2 separate regions of the Capsicum annuum genome follow, and region 1 is linked to region 2. Evidence: chromatin contacts called from public Hi-C data. All regions are on one chromosome and are shown on one strand. Each heading gives the region's core, a stretch centred on a gene start, on an enhancer-like site or on the middle of the called end of the contact. The rest is flanking DNA. Distances are from core to core; before and after follow the strand shown. Region 1 has its middle 25 kb from the start of LOC107874939. Region 2 overlaps LOC107873055 (E3 ubiquitin-protein ligase Topors).

Region 1 (5,390 bases), core at 811-3,310, 210 kb after region 2:
CAAGATGACTTTGTCACTCGTTGTAGCTTTCTTTTGTTGTGTATTTAGAGAATGTTTGGATTGACTTATTTTTTAGGTGTTTTTAGCTTTTAAATATTTTTATATTTTTGGAGATGTATGGTAAATACAAAACAAACTTTTAAGCATTTTATTTTAAGCTTAAAGAAAAAATTAATTTTTGGCTTTTAGCTTTTAGCTTTTAGCTTATGAGTCTCTTAAAAAGGGCTAATTCAAACACCCCCAAGTAGGGCTGGGCATAAATTACCGAAAACCAAATTACTGAACCGAACTAAAAAAATTGATAATTGATATTCGGTATACGGTATTGTATTTGGGAGTAAAATTTTAATATGTTGATATTTGGGATTGGGTTTGGTAAAAGATATTAATACAGTTTGGTATTCTGTATTTTACTGAATATCGAATTCTCTCTCTCTCTCTCTCTCTCTCTCTCTCTCTCTCTCTCTCTCTCTCTCTCTCTCTCTCTCTCTCTCTCTATATATATATATATATATATATATATATATATATATATATAAACAACTCAATAGTATTAGTCAATCCCAAATAATCTCCTGGATCTTGGTTATATATTCGTAAAAAGTAACAAAAGGAATACTAAATAGAGTTTATATTAGATATACTCTTTGAAGTTTAGATGTACATGTGGACATTTTCAACTTTAATATGGTACTACCAAAAATCGTACCGAACCGAAGTTTAATTTACCGATTACTGAATTATCGAACCGATGTTTATAAGTATGGTATGTGGTATCTACTTTCAAATATCGATTAACGAACCCAAAATTTGAAAATGCCAAACTGAATGCCGAACGCCCACCCCTGCCCCAAGTATGTAATGTTTTGTAGTGCAAGGAGTGAGATCCCTATGAAAAGTTTTTAGGGGAAAGGATACAAATGTCAGCTCGCCCAAATATTTCCACTGATATAGCCATTGATTTGGCAATTCCAATAGATAGCCATTTAGGTTTTTCTGTTGCTACTACCCCTTTTTTTTAGTCTTTTCTTTATTTATTATTTAATTTTTAATGTCAATTATTTTACATGTTACGTTCTCTTTCTTCGTACTTTTTTTTTTGCTTGATTTTCACTATTTTATTCTTTTAATGTTGTTAATTTATTTTATTTTTTTGAAAAAAGTCCACTCTGTCCACCCATTTATTTTTTCAGATGCGATCACGAAAATAAAAACATGAAATACAAGTCCACCCATAATTATTCTATCTCTTTTCATATGAGTTAACACTATAGTGACACTTTGACTTTTTTTTTTTTGCTATCTCTCGCTTTTTAATCAAAAAAATTAAGGAATGTTTGGACAGTAAAGGTACAGGGTTTAATAAATTTTGTATATGCTTGTACAAATTTTCACAAAAATTTAGGTGAAGTTAACAAATTCATGAATAACGAATTACTATACATGCTTGCACAGATTTTCTCTGTAAAAGATGTATTTATATGGTATATATATTGTATCAACGTGATATAAAAGTGTATCAATCTAGTATAAAAGTGTATCAATGCAGTATCAAAGTATATTAATGTAGTATAAAAGTGTATCAATGTAGTATAAAAGTGTATTAATATGGTATAAAAGAGTACCAATTGGGTATAGGGATTGCATGTGCTTCAATAGAATTTCCTTTCTCTTTTTTAAAAAGCGTATCAATATAATATAAAAGTGTATCAATTTGGTATAAAAGTGTATCAATTGAGTGTAGAAACTGCATGTGCCCAATTGGGCCAAATGGCTAAAAAAGGAATTAAATTTAGCCGATAAGTTACATTTGTCCATCTTTTCAAATTGTGTCCATTTTTTGTAAAAATAGCCACCCCATGTCCTTTTCCCAAATTTTAACCTATTCAAAAAAATCAGCCTACGGATGCGATATTTATTTGATTAGATGGACTATGGCTAGATATGTTGGGAAGACAGGAAAAGTTGAATAGTTGGTTGATCTTTTAGGTTCTCAGTAGGTAATCTAGATTGATTGTAATAATTTTGCGGTGGTCTCCAGCATCTCCTTAATGCTGAGGAATAGACATTACCAGTTTAAGAAAAAGACTGAAAAGTTTTGTTACTTCTCGTTTGGCAAATAGCAGTTCAGCGGGTATGAGAAGATAGAAAAAAGACCATGGACTTTTTAAGTGAAGAAAAAAGACCATGGACTTTTAAGTGAAACTTAGTGGCGGTATAAGGTGATATAACTCTAGTTTGCATTTTCTTCTCAGGAAAATTAGGAGTGAAAAGGTTGTAGAAGATCAGGACAAATCCCTGCTTACTACAATAAGTTCCAATTCCTCAACATTGAGATTCTCCTTTCTGTGTCTTTTGAATATGTTAGATCAAATTGTTAAGAGTAACTTCGTTTTGGCAATTTGATGAATGTGTGAAAACTCCATGAATGCCAAAGGTCTTCAACTTAGTCATTTTGATCCACCTCAAACGATATTCATTGAAAACATTGCTTCTAAAGTTGCTGAGTATTCACACTACTGATGGTTTTGCCTTGGAATGAACAATCCTTTCTTTGATTTTCAATTTTAAATCCTTCACACGTGTCCTTGCAGATGAACGCAAGGATCAGAAAACTTTGGAAAGGCTTCGAGCTGAAAGGCAAGCAAAGATTGATGAACTCAAAGAGAAGACAAATTACTATACAACGCATCAGCTCATTCAGGTGAGATAGCAAAATGCAAGCTTCAGGGTTTCTGCTGAGCTCTTCACAGATGATTTTCCATTCAATTGCATTAGGCAGCTCATTCAGCTGATGGCAATACACGTGTTTTTGGGCTTTATGATAAGCTCTTTACGTATAAGTTAACCATGTAGGTGCATTAGGGAAGACATGCTTACTACTGTTTATCACTCTCCAGTCTTTGTCGCCGCTATAAAGCACGTCTTTGTTCAATGTTGGTATGAGATGCACGTATTTCATTTTTCAATCCTTTATCCAGAGGTATGAGCCTCTGACCTTTCAGCCGCAGCCTCTGTGCTTGCGTGCAAGCTTGCTGCAAATACTGGCTTAAAAGTTTATTTGGGAGATGAGTCTAAGCTTAATGCCCCTATTGGAAAGAGCAATGATGTAGAAATTGTGCAGTCCACTGGACTGAGAAATAGAAAGCAAGCCAGATCTGGTAGCGCAGACAGTATTGTATTGGATCATTCCAAAGGAGAAATGCTTCGTGTGGTACAACTTGAAGGCTCTAGTATGAACCAACATCAGCAAATGATTATCGAGCATTACAATCCTACAGGTTTGAGCACACAAGACGAGGGATGGCTTGGACGAATTGCAGCATTTCTTGTTGGAGAGGATCCAACCCAATCTTATGTTGTTATCTGCGGCAGTTGCCATACGCATAATGATAAGACTTGAGGATAATTAGCAGCATTGGATTTACCTTAATAAATTAGTGAATAACTAAACATCACTATGAGAGAACAGAAAAATAAAATTAATTTATTGAACTTATTCTATTGTTTGCAGGCCTTACTAGGAAAGAAGAATTTGCTCATGCTTCATGGCCTACACGTCAAACTAGACAAGCATTTACAGACAGCAGTTCTGGTTAGAACTATTAACCACAAAAGGATCATATTTGGGGGTCCGTATTCTAATTGCAAAGACGCAGGGAATGAACGAGGTCAATACAAGAAAAACAGAACGCCTGATTCATCTACCTAGTCGTGTGCTGGTACACGACTTGCAATCTTCATTCAAATCAATTGGGAAGAATAAATTTCCCCATCAAGGCGTGTGGCTTCTTACGACTTAAATCAAAATATTTTGACTCAATCGTGTGGAGCTGCATGCCTTAGTAAAGAAAATTTAAAAAAAAAAAGTTGTCTAACGGCTGCTGTTAAACGGAAGAACTAAATCGTGGATCGCCCCATGCTTTTACCCATTTGTTCTCTTTCAGAAATAAGCTTCCTTTTGGAATTTTTGTTTAAAAAAGTTATCATTTTGGCTCCGGACTCACAAAACATTGCCTTGCTTGACATCTGTCAATCAACTATTTTCTTTACAAGAAAGTCCCAGATCGAAACAAGGAGACCAAGGTATTCATCATTCGTAATAAGGGAACAAACAAGACTGGCGTAAAGATAGCCCGAGAAGGACATAGAAGGAATTATAAGGACAATAATGTCCAAGATGTTGGCATAATTCCCAATGATATCTAATGTGGAAGGCGGTTTTTGTTACTTGCTATTCAGAAACACCCGTATGGTAATTTTATGAACAGAGAAAGACATAACTACTGTGTGGTAGAAGTGAATGGAAGGACCAAGATGACTAAAACAAAAGCATCATAACAAGGACTAGCACCAAAATTGGGATCTGCATTTATGATCATTGAGCAATAGAAAAATTTGATCACTCAATATTTTCTCTCAACTTGATGTGTGGGACTAACCTAGGTGGCCTGTACTCCTGCTAACACTAGAAGAGGTACAACTCTGTTGAACACCAGAATGAGAAACAGGATCACCTTTTGAGAACATTGAACCAACTGGACCATTTGCAGTGCTCATAGAAGATACTAGGGTAGAAAAGACTTCCTTGCTGGATCCAGAAACAAGTTCATCTAAAGTCTGAGGAAGAGGAAGATGGAGCCAAAGTACCAACAGGGTAAGGAGCAACGGGCATATCACCAAGAGAAGATGCCGAGGGACTGTAACTTTTTCCCAGTGGATGGTCAAACTTGCAAGAAGGTGCAAATTTGCATATTCCAATTAGTGAGTAGTGAGAGCAAATTGGTGCACCCTAAGAACAATAGAAAGAACCGAAAAAAATGATCTTCCAGTTTGAGCACAGTTATTATTAAAGCACAAAATTCACTCTATTAAAAATCACTATGCCTCGGTAAGAAACAACTATTTAGAATAGAGAAGGAAATCAAAAGATGAATCAATTGCTGGACCATGTAGTTAACGTAGAAACTAGTCAAACTTACAGTAAAGTTAGATGGCTATTTGTCATGCTTCTAGAATTCTTGCAAAACTTTCATGTATGAGTATATACTGTTCACTACTGTCACAATGCTAGTTATGATTTACAGTACTATATGAAGACGGGGATGTGTAAACTTCCCGCTTCCAGCAAATATCACCATCCAAGACAGGGAGAGGGATCTCCAAGCCTAGTGATACATAATATTCATGGTTACCCGTTGCGACCGGTCTGCCTTCTTTTCTCCATTCGTTTGCGTTTTCATTCCTTTTCCTCTCTAAAAAGTTTTACCATTAAATTATTTTTCCGATTTGACTCATTTGTGTTCGTTTTACAGAATGAAAGAAAATGTTCGTACTATATAAAAATGGAGCAGTGTAAATATGGCATCACCTGTAAATTTCATCATCCA
Region 2 (5,210 bases), core at 37-2,536:
AGGCAAGACATGGAGCAGTTACAACTTACAGAGGACATGACCCTTGATAAGGTGTGGAGGACGCGGATTAGGGTAGAGGGTTAGTGGGTAGGAGTGCGTCCTTACTAGTAGGGAGGAGTGCTTTGTTTGTCGATACCCGTGGTTATAGGGTTATGCATGTGTATTGTAGTTTTTTATTCGTGGTATTTTGGTGATGTTTGTGATTTCGGATAGATAGTTCATAGTATTACTTTGTGAAGGTCTTGTTTCTTTTACTATCTATTGGTGTGTTACCCCATTTGTGGTTTGTTTTTATGTTTTCTGCTTGTTATACTGTTATTTGTCATGAGTCGAGGGTCTATTGGAAACAACCTCTCTGTGGTAGTGGTATGACTTTGTACACTTTACCTCACCAAACCCCACTTTGTGGGAATAGGCTGGCTATGTTGTTATTATAGAAATTAGTTCATGGAATCTATAGTTCACTTATTGCCGCCACAGGCAAGAGGCTTAGGATATAATCTAGTTGACTAATGGAAAGTTTTGTTTGCCGTGCTGGTGTGTAACTCGTTGCATTGAATTCATCTCCTAGACAGAAAGGGAGCTGGTTCATCAAGGTTTATCCGTCAAAACTATTTTTGCTAGAACTTTTATGGGCAAGCGCTCTAAATAAACAGTCCTTCCTGGTTAAAGACCGGCAGTCCCATATTTACCAGGGATTTATTTAGAATTTGAAATTGCTATCCTGGTTTGGAACTAACTGCCTGAGCTGCAATTGTAACAATAGTAGAACAGTGAATAGATGTTCGTTTGAGATGATATCCTCTATTTTTGATTGTTGCTTTCTATAGCTATTTTCATCAGTTAATGTTCTTTTTCCTGTCTTTTGGTTTTGGTTTCATTCTTCTTCTTTTCTCAAGTAAAAAATTTGTATGTATAAAGTTTGAGTCCTTCCTCCCCCCTCCACCCCTTCCCAAAAAAACAAAACAAAAAAAAAAGACGTTGTTGGTCATACCACATTCTTTGACCAAAATAATGTTCATTGTAGGTGCTTTGCCGAGAGCCCATTCTCTATGCAAACTTATGATACATTGGTGGAGTACACCTCCTTGGATTAATCTACTAGTACCAATCGTTAATATGTTGGCTACAATCCTGGGGTAGCAATGGATTGAGAGACGGTAAGATCGGGTTATGATCCAGCTTAGTCAGATGATCATGGATGGCTATGAGGATGTTGTTGGAATCTGAATTTTTGCTGTGAATGGAAGAGCAAGCCACCAGTTTTTCTTCTTCAACAGCCAGTTAAATGGGTCTAAGAGCCCACTATGCATGCTAGTCATGGATAAGCATGGAGTCAGTCCCTTGGTCTGTCTAGGCAGGAATAACATCTGTTCTGCAGAATTTTTTGTGTAGTCCAAGACACAGGAAAACATGAGTATTTGCGTAACGCCCCAAAAATTTGTCCCGAGACGTCACACGGTGCTTAGGACCACAAGTGATCCCAAGCTAACCCTTATACTGGCACAACTCATGAACAACTAAATAAGATAGATAAATCTGCACAAAATAAGCGGGAGATACATCTTTTTTGAATCTGATCGATACAAAACTGAATTCACATGATTACAACTCTGCTTTTACAAAGGAAACTGAAACTGAATACATTAACTCTACTAACTGTCTATGAAACCTCTATTAATACTGATTATAGATAGCTAGGACGCGACCCCAACTATCACAAATCAATATATAAGAATAAGAAAGTAAAGAACAATAGTAAACCTAACTGAAGTCCCCGAAATAGGAGGACTCATCATCTGCTGGCTGGAATTTGCAATTGCCTGGTGATTGCACATACTATAACTTGTACCTACATTATGAGATAATGTAGCAAGATGTATATGTGGATTAGTACTTTGAGGATGTACTGAGCATATGGGGGCGAAATGCAATAAGTAAAACAATATCTTATAATCATCATAATTTATAAAACAATGCATGCTAAATGTCAACGACTCACATAGCTTGAGTAAATCTGAAATCTAAAGCTCATAAATTATGAATAGTAAAGCATGTAGTATAAATCTCGTGAGTCATTACACTTAGTTCTAGAATCTGTATTCTCTTTTTTGTTCTCAAATCCTGTTAGCTAAATGAAATCTGAAACTCTTTCTGCGTAGTAAATACTTTATCTCAATACGTTAAATCAGTAAACTGTTTTAAGAGTGGGGGGACATCTTTGGGAGTTTCTTCTATCGACATAAACCATGTGAGCATTCTTCATGGAGTCCAACGTCTTACCCACGTTGGGGAGAGTTGTTCTACCCTTGCCATCGGAATAGAACCTTATCTTAAGTGATCATTATCTTAGCCCCACTATCTGCAATCATAAACCTACGGTGGCATGTAGTTCTGAGGCATGAGACCTTGGAATCATACCCAACTCGGTGCTAAATACTACTCCCATACTTATTGCTCAGGACTTTTAGAAAATCCACCTTAAAATAGCATAAGAGTTTATAATAAAAATCAATTGCTCTTCTCTTTGCTTTAAATCATGAACTATATGAATAATGTGGATTCCATATCTTAGCTTAGGATCAAAAGATCAAATTTAGCTTATCAAAGCATGCTAAAAGAATAGCTTCTTGAAATATCAAAACTAAATCTTAGGGCTTAAAGCCCATGCTTCAAACTCATGTCAAAGCATCTCAAAATTCATGCTTGGTAACATAGACATTCGTAAATCACCTTAAAATCTAAAAATTTCAGCAATGTGCATGAAAATATAAATCAAATCATAAAATTTATCTTCAAAATCCCTCAAAAGCTCATAATCTTGTAAATGGTGATAATGAGTGTGAATCCCAATTTAGAACTAATGTATAAACATTCAAAATCATGGCAAAACATCATGTTCAATATGCTTCTTGAAAATACTTTAACATCATCAAAATAATAAGATCAAGAATCTTAATATCATTCTTAAATTCATTTTTGAAAATCTGAAAAATTGCATTACGCACATAAATACATGAAAATAGTTATGCAATTCAATATTCAATCACTTGTAAACTCATAATCTTCAAACAATATAAATTAGGTATAAACCCTAACTTCAATTTCATGAAAATTCTCACAAAACTCAGTAATTTATAAGTTAAACAAATTTTGGGCACAAGAACGAAATGATTTGTCCTAGTTGAAACCCCACATACCTTAATTAACGATCTTAGATGAGAAAGCTTGAATCTTGGATTCCTATGATGCTTTGAATGTTAAAAGCTTGAACTTTTGAATCTTCAATGGTGTTCTTGAAGGTAGACTCTTGAAGCTCTTGGTCTAGAAATATCGAATCTTTAATAAATTTTGAAAAACCATGGTGAAATCTTGAGTTTTCTTGAATCTTGGGTTGAAACCCTAAGGTGTATTCTTGAGAGAATTTGAGAGAATTCGAGAGAATGAGGGTATAATTTGGTGTTTGGGGGCTGAATCTCGTGTTATTGGGGCTATTTAAGGGTGGGAAATGACCCAAATACGCCTTATGGACGTGGAGCTTGACTGCAGGAAATTACACTGGCGGGAATAGGCAGGGCGCCGCCTCGCTTATCGCCCCGACTTACTGCCTCTCACGAAAATGGCTGTAACTTTTCGCTCAGGTATCGAATTTTGGCGAAATTGGTATCGTTGGAAAGATAATTCGATTCTATACAATTTGGTGGGTCTAAATATGCCAAAATACCACATATACATCAAGTTATTCTCGTTTAAAGATAACCCTTGCAAAATCAAACACTAAAACTTGATGGATTCAAAAGCTCTTAGCTTGCATTACCTTAAGTGACTCCTATGAATACGTTTTAACACATCATAAGCTCTCTTCTCACTAGGATACTCATTGTAATTTATGTACTCAAACATGAATTACAAGATTAGAGGTTTCACACGTAGGAAGAACGATTCGTTTTCTAGTTTGGAAGTATACGGAGTATTACAATATCTCCCCCTTGAAATCATTTGTTCTCGAATGATGGGTAGAGACTTATTGAAATATCAAGGTGTGGAATAATGTGTCTTCTAACAAAGAATATGGCTGAGCTGAAACTTTAGAAATTTTATCAGGAAGCTGAATTCTAAGCTGACTTGACTTACTGATCATCAGGAACTGATTCATTGTATGAGTTTAGAACTCACTTGAGATTTCCATGATACAATCATTAATATAGAACTGCGAAGTGATAAATTATTTAGGCACGAATCATGAGACAATGGGACTAAGATTGTACAAGGGGTGCTACACTGTATACTTGGAAAACTGAGGTTATGCTCTGAGCACTTACGAACTGAGTCATGACTAAATAGGTGAATGTTAAACATGATGTTTGGACTAAACTGAATTTGCAACTTGCAAGGATGTGAATGAATTACCTCAAGAATAGAAAAGATAGAAAACCATGGGAACTTGTCTTTCTGATTACTAAACTAAATTGTTGGCTATACGGACTGAATTATACCAAAAGTTTATACTCAACTGGAATATTTCTTCAGCACTCTTATCAAGAAATTATAATAACATTAGGGAAAAAGAATCTTGGATATGATCTGAGTGAGATATCTGAAGAAGGAATTCTCAGTATAGCTATAACATTGTAACATGGAACATAGGCTTCTTAAACATAAACTAGTTTAGAATTACTAGGCCTTAGACAATGCAATTGCTAATTTCATTTTTTTTACAAGCTTAGAAACTCTTCTCAAATACTCTTTTCAACTATACATTCTCCCCTTTAATACCATGCTCACACGGGTTCATATAACTTCATATACTAATGTCTGATCTGAACTAAATTCTCTCACCATGTTCAAGTCTAACTTGAATCACAACTTACTACACATAACATTATAACACTAGTATGAACCATGAATTCAATACCCCAAGCATTTTCACAACTTTTCCTCTCTAAGATGATTCTTCTTATCACTTCAATGACTAACTTTAAACTCTTACTATGGATTCATTAGCGCATATTGCATTTCTCCACTTACATCTGAACATGACATTCAAACCTATCATTATAACCACATATGAACTTTAAGGAAAACATCCATAAAGGCTTAATCCTCCTAGTCTCCAAACCTCTACCAACAACAACATTCTTGCACTATTCTTAAGAACATACACACAAATTTTCAACTAACCATAACATGTATTAAAGACTTGGCCTCAA

Evidence for each region. Hi-C and Micro-C count contacts between places; a contact is called where the count stands out from the background.
Region 1: a Hi-C map of leaf shows a contact between it and region 2, with 2.8 times the contacts expected there. The contact joins two enhancer-like sites. A contact is called at or near these places in 2 of 5 Hi-C or Micro-C datasets (bud and leaf).

Annotation. Positions count from the first base shown.
Region 1 is chr6:164,879,836-164,885,225 of UCD10Xv1.1, forward strand. It overlaps the pseudogene LOC107874121. Among protein-coding and RNA genes, the nearest start is that of LOC107874939, 25 kb to the right of the region's middle. Within about 2 kb of position 2,061, at least 1 of the 5 cell types and tissues checked has an H3K27ac peak or open chromatin away from gene starts, as enhancers often do. A contact at or near this core is called in leaf, where this site is marked.
Region 2 is chr6:164,671,350-164,676,559 of UCD10Xv1.1, forward strand. All of the region lies in intron 4 of LOC107873055 (E3 ubiquitin-protein ligase Topors), which reads left to right. Among protein-coding and RNA genes, the nearest start is that of LOC107873055, 6.2 kb to the left of the region's middle. Within about 2 kb of position 1,287, at least 2 of the 5 cell types and tissues checked have an H3K27ac peak or open chromatin away from gene starts, as enhancers often do. A contact at or near this core is called in leaf, where this site is marked.